Regions from separate parts of the Callithrix jacchus genome. Here region 1 is linked to region 2. Evidence: chromatin contacts called from public Hi-C data. All regions are on one chromosome and are shown on one strand. Each heading gives the region's core, a stretch centred on a gene start, on an enhancer-like site or on the middle of the called end of the contact. The rest is flanking DNA. Distances are from core to core; before and after follow the strand shown. Region 1 has its middle 5.1 kb from the start of CITED2. Region 2 has its middle 62 kb from the start of TXLNB.

Region 1 (4,622 bases), core at 1,695-4,194, 150 kb after region 2:
GTAACGGTCAGTTCAATCATTTTTCACCTACTGGCCTCATTGTCCTTATGTTTGCTAAACACATCGGGTAAAGAGAGATACAGGAAACTGGTCATCGCCTTGCTTATCCTCCTTTCAAGAGTTATCAAAAATACATGTAACAGGGCCATATTAACAAGGTCATCTAAGAATTTGAATGCATGGTTTAAATGTACTGTACATTTGTCATTAATGAGATGGCAACTGTCGTGAAGGAAAAAACCCACCCGAACCCAAACCAAAGCCCCAAACCAGTGGCTTATGAGAGTAAATCACCACCACTAACAGCAATAAAATTCTATGGCCTAGTGACTAAGGAAATCACAAGGCCAAATTTTATACCAATCCATAGAGAAACCCAAAGAGAAAAGACTCCAACAGCCTCCAATCCCATTTTCTTCACTGTAGCATATGTTCGTAGAAACAGTTTTGACAACCTGGAGTTGGCTGACTTTTCCTGATTTTATGCTAGTTTGACTTGCACTCAAGCCTACATTTTGCTCCCCACTCAGCTTTCAAGACTGGACAGGCAGAATTCTTTGAGCATTACTAAGTTTTCAAAAGCCACTCGGCTATGTGCATATCTGCTGCAAAGTGCACCACACTAACCTTGCCTTGCTGCAGGCTCCTCAGGAGACAGATTCCCCTGTCAGCTTTGTTCAGCAACCCAAAATGTAATCAAGTAACCACTCTACTGTAGAGGGAAGAAAGGGAAGGATTTCAGGGCTGAGCACAATGGTGATGCCATGGGAAAATTCCAAGAATTCCGTGATCCATGGTCCTCACCCCTGGTTGCACCCCTGCCTCACTAATCTTTCAGATTAGTTCAGCCTAATGAAAACTAGTAACATATAAAGCAAGTAATAATACTCATCGTCCATCTTTCTTTCATGTGCTTTTTGCTCACTCTGCAAGTCCTGATTTAGCCAAGCTGAATTCTCAAAAAGCCCCACCAACTGCCTCCTGGGGCAGATTCATTTAGTGCTCACCTAGGGAAAGGAAGTAACTGATAAGAATCCAGCCGCTAAAAGGAATTTGTTCATAGATGGTATGGAAAAGGTTGGTCTGATAGTTTCTCTTTCCCAAGGATCATGGATTCAATTCCTCAACGCAACAGACTTATTTTCTTCCCTTTTCTTTCATTGTGTTTACAAATGTCAAAATATGACAGAAATTCACGCTAGCCACTCTTAGAGATTTTTTTTCACAATTTAGCATTATTTATGAGTTTAATTTCTTCCTGAGAAGGAAAGTTCTTTATTTCAGATGTCTTACTATTTTTCAAAAATATAGGTGGGTCTTACTACAAGGCGAACTAAAATTGTTAGCAGTATTTGATAGAAAATATTCTTATGTTTCCTTTTCCAGTTTAAATTAAAAGTATGACTACCAGGAAAAAAAAAAAAAAAGAATCACTTTTCTCCTTGCTGCATAAAAATAGGTCAAGTAATTTAAGCCAGTCCATTGCAATTAAAATTCTGACATTGCCATTGTTCCTTCTATTCTAGAGGGAAAAGACAACCAGAACCCATGATAATAGGGGTTCATTGGCTAAGTCATTTGATGTGCTACCTATTGTTCTCCTGTGGAGGCTCAGCCTCAACCTGCCTGGGAGCGCTGATTTTGATGATAGCGGTACAGTACCAAAATGATAAATACCAGCTCTCAAGCATGCATTTCTGAAGAAGTGTAATACGGCTTTCATGCTAGCAAAACAGTACCATTGCAGAGAAAAAAATCGCCACTGGCATGGGTCCTAAATTCCTTGAATTCTATATTTATTTATTTTTTGGAGACAATGTTATCTGCCCAGTTTATTTTAAAGTAAATTTTCCTGACTCAATTAGACAGCAAGACTCATCCTCATTAAAGATCCTGCAGTCCTTTCACGAGATTAGGGCCCGGTGGCTTGGTCACATTCCAGTGTGGATAATTACATTCTGCATTCTTGGATACTTCCCTCCACCTTTCCAACCTCATACCGTCAAATGCATTGTTATCTACCCTTCCAGCGAAGCAACAGTCCTGTTGTGGGGTGCCGAGGATTTGCCGTCCCCTCATAGTTTACAGGCTAAAGCATTGGCCCAAACCACTGCTCATTACACTTTTAAAAGAAAATCCCTTAGGTAATGCATATTTTCAGCTAAGAGGCAAATCTCATTGATGCACACTTAATCATAGGATAAGCTTTTTGGTAAATAAAATATTCTTATTTTATAAAGGATGTTTATTTTGGAATCTTCTTGGGTTAAAAAAAAATGTGTTGCTCGAATATGTGCTGTTTGCTCCAAGGAGAAAACAAAGTCTTCAGAAATGGCAACAAAACAACAATAAAGAGAAAAACCTCTTGAGGAAACAGGTTTTCATTGACCTTCCAAATAAATTCCACAAGGGGGCGAAAACACCTAATGGTCTGGGACTGTAAAGTTTCTATTTCAGAGCTGGCCACCCATAATAGATTAGTGGATTAATATTTTTCTCTAAAGGATCTGGCCTTTAATGTTGACATCAATTTATAGCCATCCCAGGCGTTTACAGTAGTAAAAGTCATGGAGACCATAAACTTCACAATGGATGTCAGCCTTCTGCTACTAGTGCTCTAGCCCAGCACCCCCATAAACAGTGGTGATTAGGTAACCGTTCTTCAAAGACCCATCCATAGCTCTAACGTCTTTATCAGCTCCTGCAAAGATACTGTCACGAGGATTTTATCAGGCACAAGACAGAGGTACACGTTTTTATTAATGTGGACTTGTTTTTCTGACATGTAGCTATGAGGTTGTGCTGTGGCTTATCATTGATCTCTTCTTGAAAAATCAAGCATGGAGTGTCTATTTTTGGGCAAAGCTTAAAGAACAGAAGCTCTCTTGTATCATATTAGAACTTTTTGACAAACAGCCAAGGTACAGAGGTCAAATTTCCCCATATGCTATAAGCAACTTAGTAGGAAGCAAGACCACAAAAGGTTTTGCAAATGTCTGCCAGTAGCCGGGTGATCTAGGTCACTGTACAGGTTTCATTAATCAGGTTGTTCAAACAAGGAGTTATTTTTCTCTGCTTAAGAGACCTGCAGATATCACATAGAATCTGCTCAATTGTTGATCAAGAAAGAGTTTTTAATGAAACAGAGATCATTCAAGTGAATGGGGGTGGGGGAGCATTTGTATTTGCACTGAAGACAAATTGTGCTTTTTAGCCCAGCTCCTCTGTTTGAGTCCTCTGTTCTGGTAGGGATGGGCTCAAGCTCTAATAATAGTTCCCTGGGCTCTGCAGCTCTACATACGTGTTCCGGCGTTTGAGCAGCAGGAGGAATTTAGTGACAGAGCAGGTGTTGTGGCTTATTCCCTGGCAGAATAAATGGTGAAGGGTGGTGGCAAGACAATTCTTTTGCTTCTTTATGCAAAAAACAATGCCTTTAATCGCTTTCCTTTTTTCCTGGCACTAGTGAAAAAGGACTGGAATTGCTGGATTAATACGTATGCAAACATATTTTTTCACTTGAACCTCTGGAAAAAAGAAAAACTTACTGTGAAAATGCTTAGCCAGAAAGATTTATTGCTGATTGCAGATTTAGTATTGACATGTCTTAGCTGAAGAAAACTTCAGCTTTAACTATTAATGTGGAAATCTGGATCAGCTTTTAAAGCGGGTTAAAAAAGAGTTTTGGATGATTCAGTGTATTTTCAGAAATTATTTATTTGAACATAATTTTAAATAAGAAAGTGTCAGTTACAGAGGTATAAAAAACCCAGTGGAGTGTGTACATTTTAATTTTACATGGCCTGCCTTGGAAATAGAATTACAGAATGTAGGTGATCTGAATTCCACTTAAAGCAGCCTTTATGCCCAACTTACTCTCTCAGAATACTTCTAAATACCCAGTCCTCCTGACTTCTTATAAAATATGCAATTTAAGATGAGAATCTAAGTTTAAATGTTCTTTTAAAGCATTATTTATAAAATTTTTCTCAATCTACATTTTTGACTTCCCTTAGTAAGTTACGTCCAAAAGTCTGCATTTTTTTTTCTTTAAGGTGGGTGTGTTGCTCTTATAAACATGAGGTAAGCCATGAAAACATGAAAGAGAAAACAAAATAAAATTCCTTCTCCTTCCACCTGGGATAATCTGATTTTTAAAATATTTCTTTTTCCTTCGCTGGATTATATAAGGCAAAACTTGACACCCACTTACTTAATTGTAGCTATGGTCTTGGTAAATCATCTCTCTAAGTAAAATTAAAATATTTTAGGTGTTTGCATCCCGTTCATCTAACAGGAAAGGCTCAGAATTCAGGAAAACGGGGCATGCTTAAGAGGGAACATCTTGTAAAGATTGTAATTTGACCTTTGAGTCAACCTGAGTAAATTTTAAATATTGCAGGACAAAATAGAAAGCCTCAAGGCGGAATTCTGCTCCTTCTTCCTCTTAAAACTATGAACCAGTCAGATACTATTTCAGAGATTACACTAGAAAATGTGTACCTATCCTTGGCACTTTTGCTGCGTAAACTCTCATCACTGGAGATAAAGGTAGATTTATATTTAATGCCACCCCCATCCATCAGTATATTATTCTAATCTACCTCCATTTAAGTAGTTCAATC
Region 2 (4,518 bases), core at 724-3,223:
GATATACTATTCAGTTTGAAGACAGTGGCAGCTTCAGAATTGCCATAGAAAAGGGGCTTATGGGCTGCGCCTTTTCTACGAGGCAAAAAAAAAAAGCGGGGAAGGAGACTATTTGGCTTGTCATGGAGCTGCACTTTCACACTGATTTTATCCATATGTTATCTGGGGGTTCGTGTGAACTGAAGCTCCTCCAATCCAGTGTGCCCACATGTGCCAAGGTGGGGTCCAATCTAACCTAGCTACTGAGTTTTTCCTGCTGGAATTCTGCCTACCGAGAGGAATAACCTGCATGTAGAATCAAGTGAAGAGGAAGCGAGTGGAGTTGCAAGATGAGAATCTTAATTCTGATAACCATATTTGAGCCCCTGGAACATGTTGATCATTTTAGATCAGTTAGTTTCCCTTTTTTTTTTTTTGGAGACGCAGTTTCACTCTTGTTGCCCAGGCTGGAGTGTAGTGGTGCGATCTTGACTTACTACAACCTCTGCCTCCTGGGTTCAAGCGATTCTCCTGCCTCAGCCTCCCAAGTAGCTAGGATTATAGGCATGCGCTATCCCCTCCCAGGTTCAAGTGATCCTCCTGCCTCAGCCTCCCAAGTAGCTAGGATTACAGGCACCTGTCACTACGCCCAGCTAATTTTTGTATTTTTAGTAGAGACAGGGCTTCATCATGTTGGCTAGGCTGGTCTTGAACTTTTGACCTCAGGTGATCAGCCCGCGTAAGCCTCCCAAAGTGCGCGGATTACACACATGAGCCACCACACCTGGCCTGTTTTATTTTATTTTTTTAATTTATCTGATGTGTTTTAGTTAATTGCATTTCTTCTATAAACTGTCCATTCATATGCAATGCAGGGCTTACAAATGGGAGTGAGACACACAGTAGGAGTGATCATCTCTGGCAGGGAGAAAAACTACCACTCACATTATTTAGGACTGCTGTGCATGATGACAATAAAAGCTTGTGGTTGGTTTTATTGCTATTAAACATTCTCTGATAGACAATGCACCTCCCACCCCATCTTCCATTGCCCTTGCCCACTTTCTTCTGAGTTGTCTTTTTTATTGCTTTGGAGTATTTGTTTTCTGGACATTAATGCTTTGTTGTATTTACTGTGGCTATATTCTCCCATTCTATCTTTGGCTTTTATTTATGTTTACTTGCTCCCTTTAACTTCTGAAGATTATTAATTAACTAGTGTGCCAGGTAATCAATTTGTTATAAAAAGCTCTTCTGGCTAGGCACAGTGGCTCATGCCTATAATCCCAGCACTTTGAGAGGCTGAGACAGGCAGATCACAAGGTCAGGAGTTCGAGAACAGCCTGACCAACATGTTGAAACCCTTTCTCTACTAAAAATAAAAAAATTAGCTGGGCATGATGGTGCATGCCTGTAATCCCAGCTACTCAGGAAGCTGAGGCAGGAGAATTGCTTGAACCCAGGAGGCAGAGGTTGCAGTGAGCTGAGATTGCACCACTGCACTCTAGCCTGGGTGACAGAGTGAGTCTCTGTCTAAAAAAAAAAAAAAAGCTCTCATTCTCCTTCCTCTGGGTATTGCTTTAAATTACTCCCAGATGAATTGAAGGACTTCAGTATTGGTTTTCTTATAAGGGGCAAGGGAGAAGCCAGATGGTCCACCTAAAACTATATGGCTAGTCAGTGCTAAATATTTTGAGGAGATGAATTGTATCACAGCAAAAAATCTCTTGGCATAAAGACTGAGTTACGGGCATGGCTGATGGACCAGTAGGGTCCGCAATCAGCCCTGGTTTGCTACCTTCTGACTCACTGATTAAAACATAAATGGATTAGGCACTATTTCTCTTTGGCTTTTGGTTCAGGGAAACTATTCAGAGGTTTGATTTCAGCTGGATAACAGCAGAGAAAAAGGAGACTGGAACTCTGCCTCCAAGGACGCCACCCTAGTTAAAGATAGTAACCATGTGAAGAGCTCCTCCCCTGCTGAGGCAGGCTGGAATCAATTTAGCCTGTTTGCTACCATGTCGTGTGCTCCAAGCTCTGCAGCTGGTCTCTGCGAGGAATGGCATGGAGAATTTCTCAAGGCATACTCCTTGCCTTGCCTGGGGATGGAGCTGTGAGTCCATGGAGCTGTGAGTCCATGACAACTGTCATATTGGCTGATGGTGCATGCAATTATTTCATGAATAGCTGATACTATATTTGCAGCCTCGCACACCTGCCTGTTTGTTCAGAAGCCAAAAAAATGTGAGCCTTGTGACATTGTAAGCAAAAGAGGATTAGTCGAGCAAACAAAAGTCTGCAGCAAGATGTGATCCTATGAAAGAGTACCTAGCCACGTGACTCAAATTACGTCTGCAGTGTTTCAGCTTTTCAGTACCCAGCCCCAACACACACACACATTGTAAACTTGCACATAACCATCACCCTTACAAGGGCTGTATCACTTTATCATGCATAAATACAGTCACATGCAACTGTAAGCCTTCACATAGAACTACATACATACAATGCACTCCCACAAGACTACACATACTGGCACGTCTTACACACAAATACTCATACATACCCTCACACACAAGTACACACTGACACATAAATACATGAACACACAAACAACCACACACACATTTCATAAAACCACTATTGTCTAGCAAGAACTTATGCTTTCTACTTGGAGATCTGGATATAATGTGTAATAAAAATGCTCTCAGACGTTTTCTTCTTGTTTTTTAGTTGCTAAACATTTAGGGGTGAACGAGACAGCTTGAAGTCTCTTCCCAAGCCCTTCCCATGGTACCTAGTTCCTATCACTGGTAGTGGGAGGAGGCCTCAGGCCTGAGTCACACAACAAGGTGCTCTGATCCAGAGCAGACAGGGTCCTGAAACCCTTTGCTTGGCCTTGTAACCACTGTCACTCCAGGGGCTAGCACAGATGCAGGGAAGGCCCTCAATGTACGTCGAATAAATCCTTCATCCTCCCTATTTAATTTTTAAACTTAAAAAAAGTAATAAGAGTAATTTCTTTTCTCTTCTTTCTTGCCTGACTTAACAGAAGTAACCCAAATGATATGCAGGTCTTGTAGAATAAAACCCTCCCTGGAAGGGGGGAACTTCATAATCTCTTGAGATTTTAATCAGGCACCAAAATCCTTACATATATAGTAAGGAATCTCTAGTCCAAGGTTCTCATTTTATAGGTGAGTGAACTGAGGCCCAGAGATGTTAAGTAATTTATCCAAAGCCACCAAGCTAGCTGGCCGCAGAGCAGGGACTAGGCATTCAATAACCTGATTCCTGGATGAGTACTATCCTTGATTAAACTTGGATCATTTTATTCCAGGAATAACTTGTTGATAAGAATGGTAAGAAGACAAAGGAACTGAATGTGAATTTCTTTACTCAGAGCATTACAATAGTCTGACTGAGGAATTATACTGGTTTGGGTAGAGCATTTACTACAGTCTAATAAGTCTGGCCTATGGTATCACACTATGTATTAATCTGTTCTCACACTGCTATAAAGAACTGCCCATTAAACCTCTTTCCTTTATAAAGAGATTTAAAGACTCACCGTTCCATATGGCTGGAACTGGATATGGGGAGGCCTCAGGAAACTTACAATCATGGCGGAAGTGGAAGCAGACACATCTTACATGGCAGCAGGCCAGAGACAGCATGTATGAAGGAGGAGCTGTCAAACACTTATAGAACCATCAGATCGGCTGAGCACGGTGGCTTACACCTGTAATCCCAGCACTTTGGGAAGCCAAGGTGGGCAGATCACAAGGTCAAGAGATTGAGACCATCCTGACCAACATGGTAAAACCTAATCTCTACTAATAAAGTACAAAAATTAGTTGGGTGTGATGGCGTTCACCTGTAGTCCCAGCTACTCAGGAGGCTGAGCCAGGATAATTGCTTGAACCTGGGAGGCAGAGGTTGCAGTGAGCCAAGATCTTGTCTCTGCGCTCCAGCCTGGGTGACAGAGTGAGATTTTGTCTCTAAAGAAAAGCAACCCATCAGATCTCATAAGAACTCACTCACTATCATGAGAACAGCACAGGAGAAACTGCTGCCATGATTTAATCACCTTCCATCCAGTCCCTCCCTCAACACATGGGGATTTTAGGGATAACAATTCAAGATGAGATTTGGGTGGGGACACAGAGCCAAATCATGTTATACTGGTAGTACTCTCATCTAATATATATTTAATCTCATGACTTTAGATATGATTAAAGTAGGCTGGGCGTGGCTCACATATGTAATCCCAGCACTTTAGGAGGCCAAGGCAGGAAAATCATGAGGTCAAGATATTGAGACCATCCTGGCCAAGATAGTGAAACCCCATCTCTACTAAAATACAAAAATTAGCTGGGTGTGATGGCATGTACCTCCAGCTACTCGGAAGACTGAGGCAGGAGAACTGCTTAAAGCTGGGAGGCAAAGGTTGCAGTGAGCCAAGATCATGCCACTGCACTTCAGCCTGGTGCCTAGCAAAAGAGCAAGACTCTGTCTCAAAAAAAAAAAAAAAAA

What was found. Hi-C and Micro-C count contacts between places; a contact is called where the count stands out from the background.
Region 1: a Hi-C map of skeletal muscle shows a contact between it and region 2, with 8 times the contacts expected there. The contact joins two enhancer-like sites. A contact is called at or near these places in 3 of 3 Hi-C or Micro-C datasets (induced pluripotent stem cells and skeletal muscle).

What each region holds. Positions count from the first base shown.
Region 1 is chr4:146,155,342-146,159,963 of calJac240_pri, forward strand. No RefSeq gene overlaps it. Among named protein-coding and RNA genes, the nearest start is that of CITED2, 5.1 kb to the right of the region's middle. Within about 2 kb of position 2,945, at least 9 of the 16 cell types and tissues checked have an H3K27ac peak or open chromatin away from gene starts, as enhancers often do. A contact at or near this core is called in skeletal muscle, where this site is marked.
Region 2 is chr4:146,008,383-146,012,900 of calJac240_pri, forward strand. No RefSeq gene overlaps it. Among named protein-coding and RNA genes, the nearest start is that of TXLNB, 62 kb to the right of the region's middle. Within about 2 kb of position 1,974, at least 2 of the 16 cell types and tissues checked have an H3K27ac peak or open chromatin away from gene starts, as enhancers often do. A contact at or near this core is called in skeletal muscle, where this site is marked.